Linked DNA regions of Callithrix jacchus: region 1 is linked to region 2. Evidence: chromatin contacts called from public Hi-C data. All regions are on one chromosome and are shown on one strand. The core of a region is the stretch at or near the end of the contact, and the rest is flanking DNA. Distances in the headings are between cores, read along the strand shown. Region 1 has its middle 54 kb from the start of TRAF3IP2. Region 2 holds the start of REV3L (REV3 like, DNA directed polymerase zeta catalytic subunit).

Evidence for each region. A called contact is a pair of places that touch in the nucleus more often than the background predicts.
Region 1: a Hi-C map of skeletal muscle shows a contact between it and region 2, with 4 times the contacts expected there. The contact joins the enhancer-like site here to the promoter of REV3L in region 2. A contact is called at or near these places in 2 of 3 Hi-C or Micro-C datasets (both in skeletal muscle).

What each region holds. Positions count from the first base shown.
Region 1 is chr4:117,801,345-117,807,332 of calJac240_pri, forward strand. No RefSeq gene overlaps it. Among named protein-coding and RNA genes, the nearest start is that of TRAF3IP2, 54 kb to the right of the region's middle. Within about 2 kb of position 3,532, at least 10 of the 16 cell types and tissues checked have an H3K27ac peak or open chromatin away from gene starts, as enhancers often do. A contact at or near this core is called in skeletal muscle, where this site is marked.
Region 2 is chr4:117,740,418-117,745,950 of calJac240_pri, forward strand. REV3L (REV3 like, DNA directed polymerase zeta catalytic subunit) reads right to left here and starts at 2,387. Exons shown (of 33, transcript XR_013534486.1): 1 at 1,900-2,387.

The sequences.
Region 1 (5,988 bases), core at 2,282-4,781, 62 kb after region 2:
AATCTCTGATTGCATTTACATGGTGATTTATGGAGACTTTGAATATTATAATCCAAAGGGTATATGTGGGAAGGAGGAAGTGAGCGGGTTTATTAGGAAAATTCAGCAGTTCCTGCTTCTTTAAAGATTTAACCTTGAAACTGTGTAAATGTGAGCTCAGTGAGGGTCAGAGAAAAGGGACCAGCTGACCCACTTCCTTAGCATTTACTGTATGCTGCCTTGGGTGGTTAATGGTCTTTTCACATATTGATATTATATCACCCCAGCTAGATTTTAAGTAATTAGAGAGCAAGAGCATGTGTTACTCATCTTTGTGCCAAGCATCTTTGTGCCTACTGTGCACACAGTAGGCATTTAATGAGTAGCAGGAGTCTGGTTGCTATGTGTTAGCTGCTAAACTCTCACCTTGCAGCCTTTCTAAGATTAACTTTTGAATGACAGTTGTATTATAGGCATGATGGAACCAGATCTCCCCTTCTCACCCTGTGGTGTCAGGGACTTGTGCCTCCTGTGTCTTTTCAAATAACAATATGCTGGTACCCAAAGTATATGGTACCCAGTTAAGAGTCTTGAATTTCAAAAACCTGAATGTGGAAGGAACCTGTCCACCCACTTTGAAATGCTCCTGTTAAGCTCACCTTAGAGCATCTGAAGTGGACTCAGCAGCCACCTATTAGATCCAATATGAAATGCCCTAAATACTCCCCTTGCTTGGTGCCTGGAGGACCTAGGTCTTAAGCTTCTTCTTTGGACTGAGGGCCTGACAAGGCCTGTGTAGGGCAAGCTGAGCCAAACCCTGGCTTGGATTAGGGGTATCATTCAAGAATGGAATAAGCGAATGGCTTCACCTTAAGGAAACCTCGTAAATGAGACGACAATGATCTTCTTAAACAAAATAGAGAAAACATGATGTAACTTTGTCCAGATGATTAAAGACATTGTTTTTAAAACCAGTCACTTGCTGTGAAAGCTATGACTTTTGAGAGGTGTTTATTACTATGGTACATGATCTGAACCAGTGAACCTGGACATTGCAATGTAGCTGTTTTGATATGACCTGGGTGAAAATTAGATGTAAGGTTGCTTTTACAAACATTACTTTGTGATTTCTTAAAAGCTGAATATTTACTAGTGTTTTTCAGGGTGCTTCAAAATATTAATATTTTCATGACAAAACCACTTTGTCAAAATGTCAGCTGTCATTTCCATCAAGATGCTGGTCCCCTAACCCTTCTTCCCTATTGTCCTCCTAAACTGGCAACTTTTAACCTACCAAGCATTAGAAAAGCAGAAAACTGCTCTAGTTAGAACCACGTATATAAAGTAAGAGGAAGTGTGATCTCGGTGAGGTCTGTTAGTTGTGTTAGGAGTAGGAGTGGAGAGGTTTAGTGCCTAAGCCTTGGGATACTATTTTGGCTGGGAGGATTATCCCATGAAGCCCTTTTCACCACTGACACTGCAGGTAGAATTAGTTCTTCAGGCAGGCATGTTTTTCTTCTTAGGGTCAAAGGTAAGGTGACGTGTAAAGGGGCAGCCGGGGCATCATCAGGAGGCTGGGTCTCAATGGAAGGGGTTGGGTTGGGGGGGGTGCCAGGCATCTGGTCGGAAGGAAGTAGGAACATAGGCAGAAGCAGAGGAGGGCTCTTACTGCTGCTGAGCAGAGGCCTCTGCTTGACCGTGGCCCTCAGCCTGCTGGCCCTGGCTGGAATATTTATCCTCAGGTCAGTGGTTTTACTACAGCCTTGTTTGGAAACCATCTGTGTTCTAGGAGCCCATGGAGAACGGGCATCTTGTTTGGAAAATCGATTTGAGGCAGGGCACAGTGGCTCGCGCCTGTAATCCCAGCACTTTGGGAGGCCGAGGTGGGTGAGAGGACAGGAGTTCAGTTCACCTGGGTAACACAGTGAAACCCCCATCCCTACAAAAATACAAAAATTAGCCGGGCATGATGGCACATGCCTGTAATCCCAACTACTTAGGAGGCTGAGGTGGGAGAATCGCTTGAACCTGGGAGGCAGAGGTTGCAGTGAGCCAAAATTGTGCCACTGCACTCTAGCCTGGGTGACAGCTAGACTCCATCTCAAAAAAAAAAAAGAAAAAAGAAAATCAATTTGAAGCTAAAGTGGTGGACTTTTTAGTTACAAATGAGAGCAATGAAAACATAGCTATTGAACTTCATTGTTATTTTGGCCTCATAAAAATTAAAAGTAAACTTTTAACTCCAGAGAGTTTTCCCAAAATCTCCACATTTTGTGTACATTTCAGACATGAGACTCTACCACCCCAGAACCCGTTTGAGAGGAATTTAAAGCTCAGGAAAGTAGCAGCTCTCTTCAAGTTTCTGAGTAACTGAACTTTGTAGATAACAACAGATTGGAAAATAGAATCAGTTAATCCCTGAACTCAAGGAACCCTTGGCCCATAGCCCAGACAATACAGAATGCTGAAAATTGGTCTGGTCCCAGCCTCACATAAACCTGCTGTTTCTCCTCTCCTGGGAAGAATGGAGCTTTTCAGCACCACCCAGTGTGAGACCCGGCCTCCCCGTTACGCCTCGATGAAGGCAAGAACAAGCAGCTTGCAGTGGAGGGCATCGCCTGGAAGGTGGCAAAGGCCAGGCAGGTACCTACGGCCCAGCTGCTGCTCAGCGATGAGGCTCGCAGCCAAGTCTAGTGCCAGCCTTTTCAAAAGCAGCCCTTTTGATAACACTGATTACATTTCCCTCACCAGAGCCTTGGGCTAATTGAGCAACAGCCAACTTCTCTAGGTAACAAAGAGGAGGGGAAAGTAATCCAAACACAGGTTTTATTATAAAAACCAGGGAGTGAGAGAAGTATGTTTATTCTGTAAGATAACGCACCTGCTCGGTGCCCGGGAGGCTCATTTCCATCAGTTGCCATGGCAAACTCGTTATACTTCAAGGCCATGTGGCTTTGTTTCCTTTTGAGATCTGGTCCTTGTCCTACCTTTTCTAACAACTCCAAACACAATGACATGGAAGCCTGCGACAGCATAATTGATTTCTCCTTCCCTCTATCAACAGTTCACATTTGTTCGGCACAGGACTGAGTCTGTCTTCTCCTTTGAACTCCTTGCTAAGCATGAAGGCATGCTTCAGAGAGCCATCCTCATTAACATTCCAGGTCCCTCTTCCCTGTCAGCAATAAACAAGCCCTGCATCAATGGCCTCCTGCCTTCCACTTTTACAAATGAGTGGCTCAGTTCCATGTTTTGCTGCTGATCCAGGTGCCCAGGCGCATACAACGTGAGGCTAAGCAGCACGAGGGAGGGACTAAAAATAGAACAGCAGTTTTGGATGCATACCAGAGCAGCTACTTCATCTCAACTTGCTTTGCACACTAAGCCTAATGGGATCCATCAGGCATGAGTTCTCTCGCGCTCACTCCCTCCCTCTCCCCTCTCTCCCCAGCTGCCGATTTCCATCAGCGCCTTCCTGGTGAAGGGAGCAAAGGGAGGTCAGGCAAGGGACAAGAAATGTGTGCCCTTATGGTTTTCGTTTACAAGCCCTGGGAGATCTGAGGGCTGCAGTTACTCCTTCCATAAGAGAGTTTCTAGAAAAAAGCAGGCAGGCTCAGAATACGGTCACCTCTGCCCAGGTACACTTTGGTCCAAGACTTTCATTGTTTAGCAAAGGCTCAAATACCACCCAATACCTATAACCTGGACCTTTGCTTCTATGTTCCTTGAAAAGTTAGGTAGAAAACTAAAGTACACTGAGTGTTCTCTTACAGATCCCACCTGCTTGCTTGACAAGACTAAGAATTTGGGGCAAATGCACAGCGAGGTGGAAACATGTGACTGGTCAGAGTCTGCAAAAGCCACCCAACTGCCACCAAGTACCCTATCTGAAAATGGTCCTTTCTGAAAGCATTTTCCAATAGAAAATGGAAGAAGCCAAATGCAGATAGGAACATGCTATCCAGCCGGGCACAAGACCTCCCAGCATGCCAGCTGTGTTGACTGAGCGAGGCTCCTTTGTGTGCTGACGTGCCTCGTGCAGCCTCCGCCCACCCAAAGACAAGCTAGCATGACCATACATTTCTCATGTCTCCATCCAAAAGGTAATTTAGAGGTTCCAAACAACTCCATCCAAAAGGTAATTTAGTATTATTCCAAGAAGTGCCATTATTGTGGAATCAGAATTGTGACAGGAAGGGCTGGGCACAGTGGCTCATACCTGTAATCCCAGCACTTTAGGAGGCTGAGGCAGGCGGATCACTTGAGGTTAGGAGTCAGGAGTTTGAGAACAGCCGGCCAACATGGTGAAATGCTGTTTATATTAAAAATACGAAAATTAGCTGGGCCTGGTACCAGGCGCAGGTAGTCCTAGCTACTCAGGAGGCTCAGGCAAGAGAATCACTTGAACCTGGGAGGTGGAATCATTTGAGCCTGAGAGGCAGAGGTTGCAGAAAGCTGAGATAGGACCACACTTACTCCAGCCTGGGCGACAGAGCGAGACGGCCTCAAAAAAAAAAAAAAAAAAAGAATGGTGACAGGATGATGAATATCACAGTATTTAAAAACCTTTTTCATTGTTGATGTTTTGGAGATTGGCCAAATACAACTTAAGGAAACTGATCTGGGCCAGGTGTGGTGGCTCACCGCTAAAATCCCAGCATTTTAGGAAACTAAGGCGGGAGGGTTGTTTGAGCGAGGGGGTCAAGACAAGCCTGCGCAACAGAGCGAGACCCTGTCTCTACAATTAAAGAAAAAATTTTTTTTGAGTCAGGGTCTAGCTCTGTCACCCAGGCTGGAGTGGAGTGGTGCTATATCGGCTCACTGCAATCTCCACCTCCCTGGTTCAAGCAATTCTCCTGCCTCAGCCTCCTGAGTAGCTGCATGCACCATCAAGCCTGGCTAATTTTTTTGTATTTTTAGTAGAAATGGGGTTTCACCATGTTGACCGGACTGGTCTTGAATTCCTGACCTCAGGCAATCTGCCCATCTCGGCTTCCCAACGTGCTGGGATTACAGGCTTGAGCCACCAAACCTGGTCAAAATTTTTTAAAAAATAAACTGGGCATCGTGGCATAAGCCTTTAGTCCTGGCTACTCAGGAGGCTGAGGTGCGGGGATCACTTGAGCCCGGGAGGTTGAGGCTTCAGTAAGCCATGATCATGCCACTGCACTCCTGGGTGACAGAGCAATAAGTCAATCTGACTAATAGCAGATTGTGTCTGTATCAGGCAAGTGTCAAGACTTTTTACATTGTGCCTCAGTTTCATATAATAAGATAAATATGCCAAACCACTTCAAGAAAAGTCGTATTTCACATAATCATAGCAATAATTAATTCCCCAAAGAATTTCTCACAGAACAAGTTGCAACATGATCAGTTAATCCTCCAGTCACTAGAGGATGGTGGTACTTCTTCCCTCAGAGAGAGGGAAGTATCTCCTCAGGGAGGAGACACTGGGTCGTTTGTTGAACACATCTACTGTCCAAAACCAGAAAGCTTTCTAGATTCATCAAATAAATGTATGCAGTCTGGAAATCAGAACATCCACATTCTAGCCCTAGGATGAACTTAGGTAAGCCACAGCTGCTCTGTGCCCTGCTTTCCACGTGTATAAAATAAAGCTACAGGGATAATTTCTATGGTCTCTTTTTAGATGGAAAGTTCCAAGCTGGGCGTGGTGGCTCAAACCTGTAATCCCAGCACTTTGGGAGGCCAAGGCGGGTGGATCATGAGGTCAAGAAATCGAGACCATCCTGGTCAACATGGTGAAACCCCATCTCTACTGAAAACACAAAAAATTAGCTGGGCATGGTGGCGTGTGCCTGTAATCCCAGCTACTCAGGAGGCTGAGGCAGGAGAATTGCCTGAACCCAGGAGGCGGAGGTTGCAGTGAGCCGAGATCGCACCATTGCACTCCAGCCTGGGTAACAAGAGCGAAACTCCGTCTCAACAACAACAAAAAAAAGAAAGTTCCATAACAGAAATAAATGATCTGAGAATTTAATTGAT
Region 2 (5,533 bases), core at 1,137-3,636:
TTGTTTGTCTGTTTAAGGGGCTGGCCATCTATTGTGAGACATCCATGAAGGATAAAATAGGAAAAATATGTCTTTTTAAAAATATTCAGAAAAACATAAGTATATATTCTTAATTTTTTAAGGAATATTTTTCTCACGTAATTACAGTTAGCTTATGGTGCAATTCATTTATTTCCACAAATGAAACTTTCCTATAAAACAGAGCTTGAATATCGCTTAGGGAAACATATTTAATGACTTGTGTGGAGGAGAAAAAATTATGTGTGGAAAACTAACTCAAACCATACAAGCTGTAATACACAGAAATGCCACAGTATATCCTATTAGCATGTCACTTTATGATTCGGAAATCTGGCTGAACAGAGCCATATCAACTTTACTATCTTATCCTTCCCCTGCATCTAAAGTGAGAACAAACAGTGCATTACACTGAAATTCCAATTAGAAACAAAGACAGCACCACTATATTTAAAAGGGCAGAAAAACCTATCTTTTAGAACACTTCACCACCTCGATTTCCCTGCCTCCAAAGTTTTCAGTGTTACACTTTCAACATGCTGAAAGCACTCAAATTCTCCATCTTTCAAGGTTCAATATCAAAATCGCATTCACTAGTTTAAAAAGGAATATGCTACCAAATCTCACGACATTGACATTTTAACAAAGAGAATTCACATTATAAGATAACTGCTTAGAATGAGGGCTTGTGTTTGGGAAAGCGCTATTATCTTGGTAGTCCACAGAAACTGACTGTAGTAGTAAGATGAATGGTGATGAGGGCAAGGAGCATCAAGTGGGAAATGCTATCTAAAATCCCACAGGGCAATTCATAGCTAGAGGGAAGAGCATCCTTTCCTAGGACGCAGCTCCATTATTTCATGGAAGCAGTTCAAAGCATGCATAAACGCAAAACCATTTTAAAAGACCTAGTAAATGTGGCCTCTATCTTTATTACATTATCAAAAACCCCAAGAGTTTTTGAGTATGTATCTTCTGTCACTGCTGTCTCCCCACCTCACCCCTTCTTCAACATAGTTGTGTTTAAAAACATACACCTGTACTTAAAACGCAATCCTACAGTCCAGCCTAGAAGCATTTCAAAATGTCTGTGCTGCCGAGTCTGGCTGTGGTTCCTAATAAATTCACCCCATTAAGTGTGATGTTTTACGTTAGGCAATATAATCACGCATTTCCTACTTCCATGGATGCACATTTCCTGAAAGCATTGCACCCGAGGATGCTGCCCTGTCCCCAGACGCTCAGGCACTAAACTAAGGAGTCACGACCTGCTCTCACAGCAGAGCCACACGGTCACCCCAATGAGAAAGATTATCTGGCCCCAGGCGCCACTCTGTTCCGCCCAATGCATCTCCAGAAGGGGCAGAGGAGAGCGAGGGTGAGAAGAGGCCAAGAAGAGCAACTGACAAGGCTGACACTTCCCCTTTTCCTCTCCAAACCGCTTCCAGAAAGCCACACTTGGGAGACGCAGGGGATGTCCCGGGTCCCGCTAGCGACCGACCTCAGAGCGGGCCCTACGAACCCGCCCACCGAAGGACATGGCGCGGCCACCTGGCCAGTCCTCCGAGGCGCTCGCTGCATTCGTTCCCCCGGCCCGCGCCTCGAAGTGCGGCTACCGCTCCCGGCCGCCGCACGCAGTGTAAACACTCGGCGCCCGCTGCCTCCCTACCCGGTGGTGGGGGCGACGCGCTGCGCTCGCGCGGACCCACATTTTTGCGCCTCTTGTCACGCATGGGAGGAAAGGCGACGAGGGCGGAGGGGAGGGAAGACGCGGTAGCGATCCACTGAGACGGCCGGCGGCGTGCGCGCGAGTGCGCGGCGGGGAGGGCGGCCCAGCGCCCCGCCGACTCCGGCTCCCGCTCCCACCCCGCGCCCGCTTACCTGCCGGGGTCGCTCCGAAGACTCGCACCACCGGCACCTTCTTGACAGGGGTCTGGGTGAGGGGGGATTGGCAAGTATCCAGCCCCTGCAGCGGGCTGGCCATGTAGTAGTCTGCAGTCACTATCCTCACTGAAAACATGTTCGCCGCCGCCGCCACTGTCTCCCTTCACTGGCGACCCGGCAGCGGCAGCAGCGGCGGCGGCGGCTCCCTCCGCAGCGGCCGACCCACACCGGCGACGACGCCCCCTCCCCTTCTCGGCTCGGCCCCCTCCCCTCACACACACACACACCGCGAGGAGCGGCGGCGGGCGGGGCGGTGTAGGCGCTGCTGCCGCTGCCTCTTCAGGAGCACCCGGCAAGGGACCGCAGGAGAGAAGCCCCGGCGATTTCGTCGGTGCTGGTGCTGCCGCCACTGCCGCCGCCGCCGGGAATCACACAGGCTCCTCGGTCCCAGGCTGCAGCTCTTGTTGCCATGATGATGATGTCACGGACGCAACCACTGGGGGAGGGAAGAGGGGGGTGTGTGTGGCGAAGGGAGGGCTGCAAATAGTGCGGGGGAGGAGGCTCGGCGGGAAAGGGAGCTAGCGGGCGGGCGCCCCGGCGGGACACGGAGGGCGGGGGCCAAGAAAGTGCTTTCTCCCCCGCCCCAGGGCACGCGTCGCGGAAGGCGGCGGGAGCCGGCAGGGCCCGTGCGGGATCGATGACTCGGCCGGCGGGCACGGTCACCTGGGTGAGGGACAGCGGAGCACCGATCTCACGGATGGGCTCCGAGGGGCTTGCGGGAGGGGGGCGCCAGTGTTCGGAAACGTTTTGGCGGCTACGGGGTATTGGCCGGAGCTGCGGTGCTGGCACTCGCCTCGCCGACCGCCATTTCACATCCAGCAGAGAAGGCGCGGGCAGCCGCGGAGACGGTTTTTCACTAGGTAAGAAAGCCCGCCCGCGGGAGGAGGGAGGCGAAGCGCAGATCTCGTGCCGCCGCGGCCTCGCGGGAGGGAAGGGCGGGCGGGCGGGCGACGAAACGGGCGGGGCCGGGCGCACACTCAGCCGGCCCTTCTCAGGTAACGCCGCGGCTTCGCGCGTGTCCCGGGGGCGGTGCGAAGGGCGGGGGCGCGCGGGCGCGGGCGCGGGCTTCGGCCTATAAAAGGGCCGCCCTGGCGCTCCCCCTTCCCGAACGTGCCGCGCGAGCCGTCTTGCCCCCTCCTTTGCGCTGCTGCAGTGTCTGCGCCGGGCCATTTAATGAGATTTATTCACACACGGCTCTTCTCGGCTTTGCCAGCGGGTTGGCAGATCTAGTGCACAGGGATTTCCCATCGCCGTGTTTTTCTCCCGCCCTCTTCCTTCCCCTGGCCCTAATATATCCTTCATTGGTTTCCTTGGCCCAGCTGGCTTCATCCCGGGCACGCGCAAGTACATGTAAGGACTTGTCAGCTCCAGATGACCTCCCTCCTTCCTTGTCCTCTCCTCCCCCAGCGGAATGTAGGATTAACAGCCTTTCAGAAAAAATTTTGACCAAAGGAAAAGGCCCGTGAAAGTCACCGCGTTAGACGTGGCCTCCTCGTGTTATTTACTAAGACGTTATGCAAGGTTTTACTACCTGAAGGCATAAAAGCACCACAGTGGGGAAGGACCGTTTTGAATGAACAACTTTATTCAAAAATCAAAAGGGGTGAAGCGCTGCAGCCAGGGAATTTTTATTTAAATGAATAGTAACATGCAGCTGGCTTGGCTATTAAATTGGAATCAAGGGGTTCCTGTCTGACTTGGCCACTGATATTGGGCATGACCTTGGACAAATAATTTTTTTTCTTTGGGCTCAGTTTCTGCATATGTAAAACGGGAAGATTTCTTGTAAAAACTCACCCTGAAGGGTTTTTTCTCAACAAAAAGATATGAGTTGTTGGAGGCAGAAAGCGTGGGTTCAAGTTCGAAATTTGCCCCTGAATTAGGACCCTTGACACATTTCTGACCCGTCCAAAGTAGAGATTGTTCTTTTACACTTACTTGTTATACAGGTGCATTTTAATGGTTACCAGGTTGCCATGTATTTGAAGTGGTGTGAGAGCTACTCGTTTGGAACCTTTGTGGATTTTCAAATAGGAAAATCAAAAGGCCCAAAGGGACGGGTCACTGGTAAGAATCTGTCTATAAATTCCCTGACATATAAATGCTAATAAGAACTTACGCTTCAAGGGACTTGAGACTGATTACTACAGTAAATTAGCCTCCAGTTTTTAACCTCAGAGCATGATTATAAACATAGGTGGCAAGATTCTGTTCATATGCAGGAAATTAGCTAATAACATTTTTAAGAGGTAAAATCTCTTAAGTTGATTTGAAATTTTAGAAGACTTAAAATATGACTACCATGCTAAAATGTATTTTCTGTAAAATAAATACTTTGTGCACGCCGAATGTCAGATGCACAATATCAGTGATTCTCAATGTTCCATGACACCTAGAATTCTTTAAATGTTAACATTTTTGCTCTTACTGGATTACATTTTTGGGGATGGGGCCTGGGAATCTGTATTGTTTGGCAACACTACCTGCCATCCCCATGATTCTTAAGAAAAATAAAATTGAGAATCCTTGTACTATATTATAATTAAGTATATCCATAATTTTTAAATTATAATATTCCTAACTAGAAAATGGTAAAAGCATCAAATTAACAGATTTGCTGTTTCTCGAAGAGGGTTTCTTTCCCCTTACCTCTTGAATCAACATTATTTAAGAAAAGGCAATTGCAACCCCAAGTCAAATCCTTCTAGAACTCCAAGAATGTTTAGCCTTGAAGAAAAACATTTGGAGCATGAAATTAGGAAAGTTGTGTTTATTACATGTAATTTAGTTTTAAGTTGATGTTCAAATTGAAATTCTGATAATGGCCCCCTAATTACTATAAAATGTTTTATGAATATATTCTTCTTGAAGTAAGAAAGAATTATGGAATTTTGACTCAGAATGTGAATTTCAAACCATCATTTAGCTAAGTGATCACTTATTTTTTGGAATTTATTTCCTTCTCTATGAAATGGATAGTAATTCCTGTTTTAACTTCTCAGGGATATTATAACGCTCAAATCAGATAATATATGTGAAAATATAGTAAAATGTTCATATTCAGAAATCTGACTCATTGAAAAAGAGTAACATCACTTAGAATTGCCTTATATAGATACAGTATGAAAAATGCAAACGTTGAACTCTATGTTTAATATCCTGAATGCATTTTTTTTTTTAGTGGCTATTTCTTGCCAGGAGATTTGAGCTATGGTGAGAAACAAAGCAGACATGGTCCCTTCCCTTATGAGGTTTATAGTCTAGCAACCTAAAAATGTGTTTTAATTGTATCAGTTAACATTTAATCATCTCCTCTAGTTCACAGACATATACTTACCATGTCTGCCTTTAGTAAAAGCCTACCAAGCCTCCTTTACCAATACTGTTCAACATCTGTTAACATCTGCCTGTTGGTAGTTTACAATCTAGAACAGACAGTAGTAGCTACCATACTTTTGTGGCAGATACTATAAGATGGCTTATTCAGTATTCATCCAACCCCCTTCTTGCTTGCTTTTCTGTCCTTTAAAAGCTGGAAGAAAAAAAAAAAAACTGCAGTTCTCAGACTCCC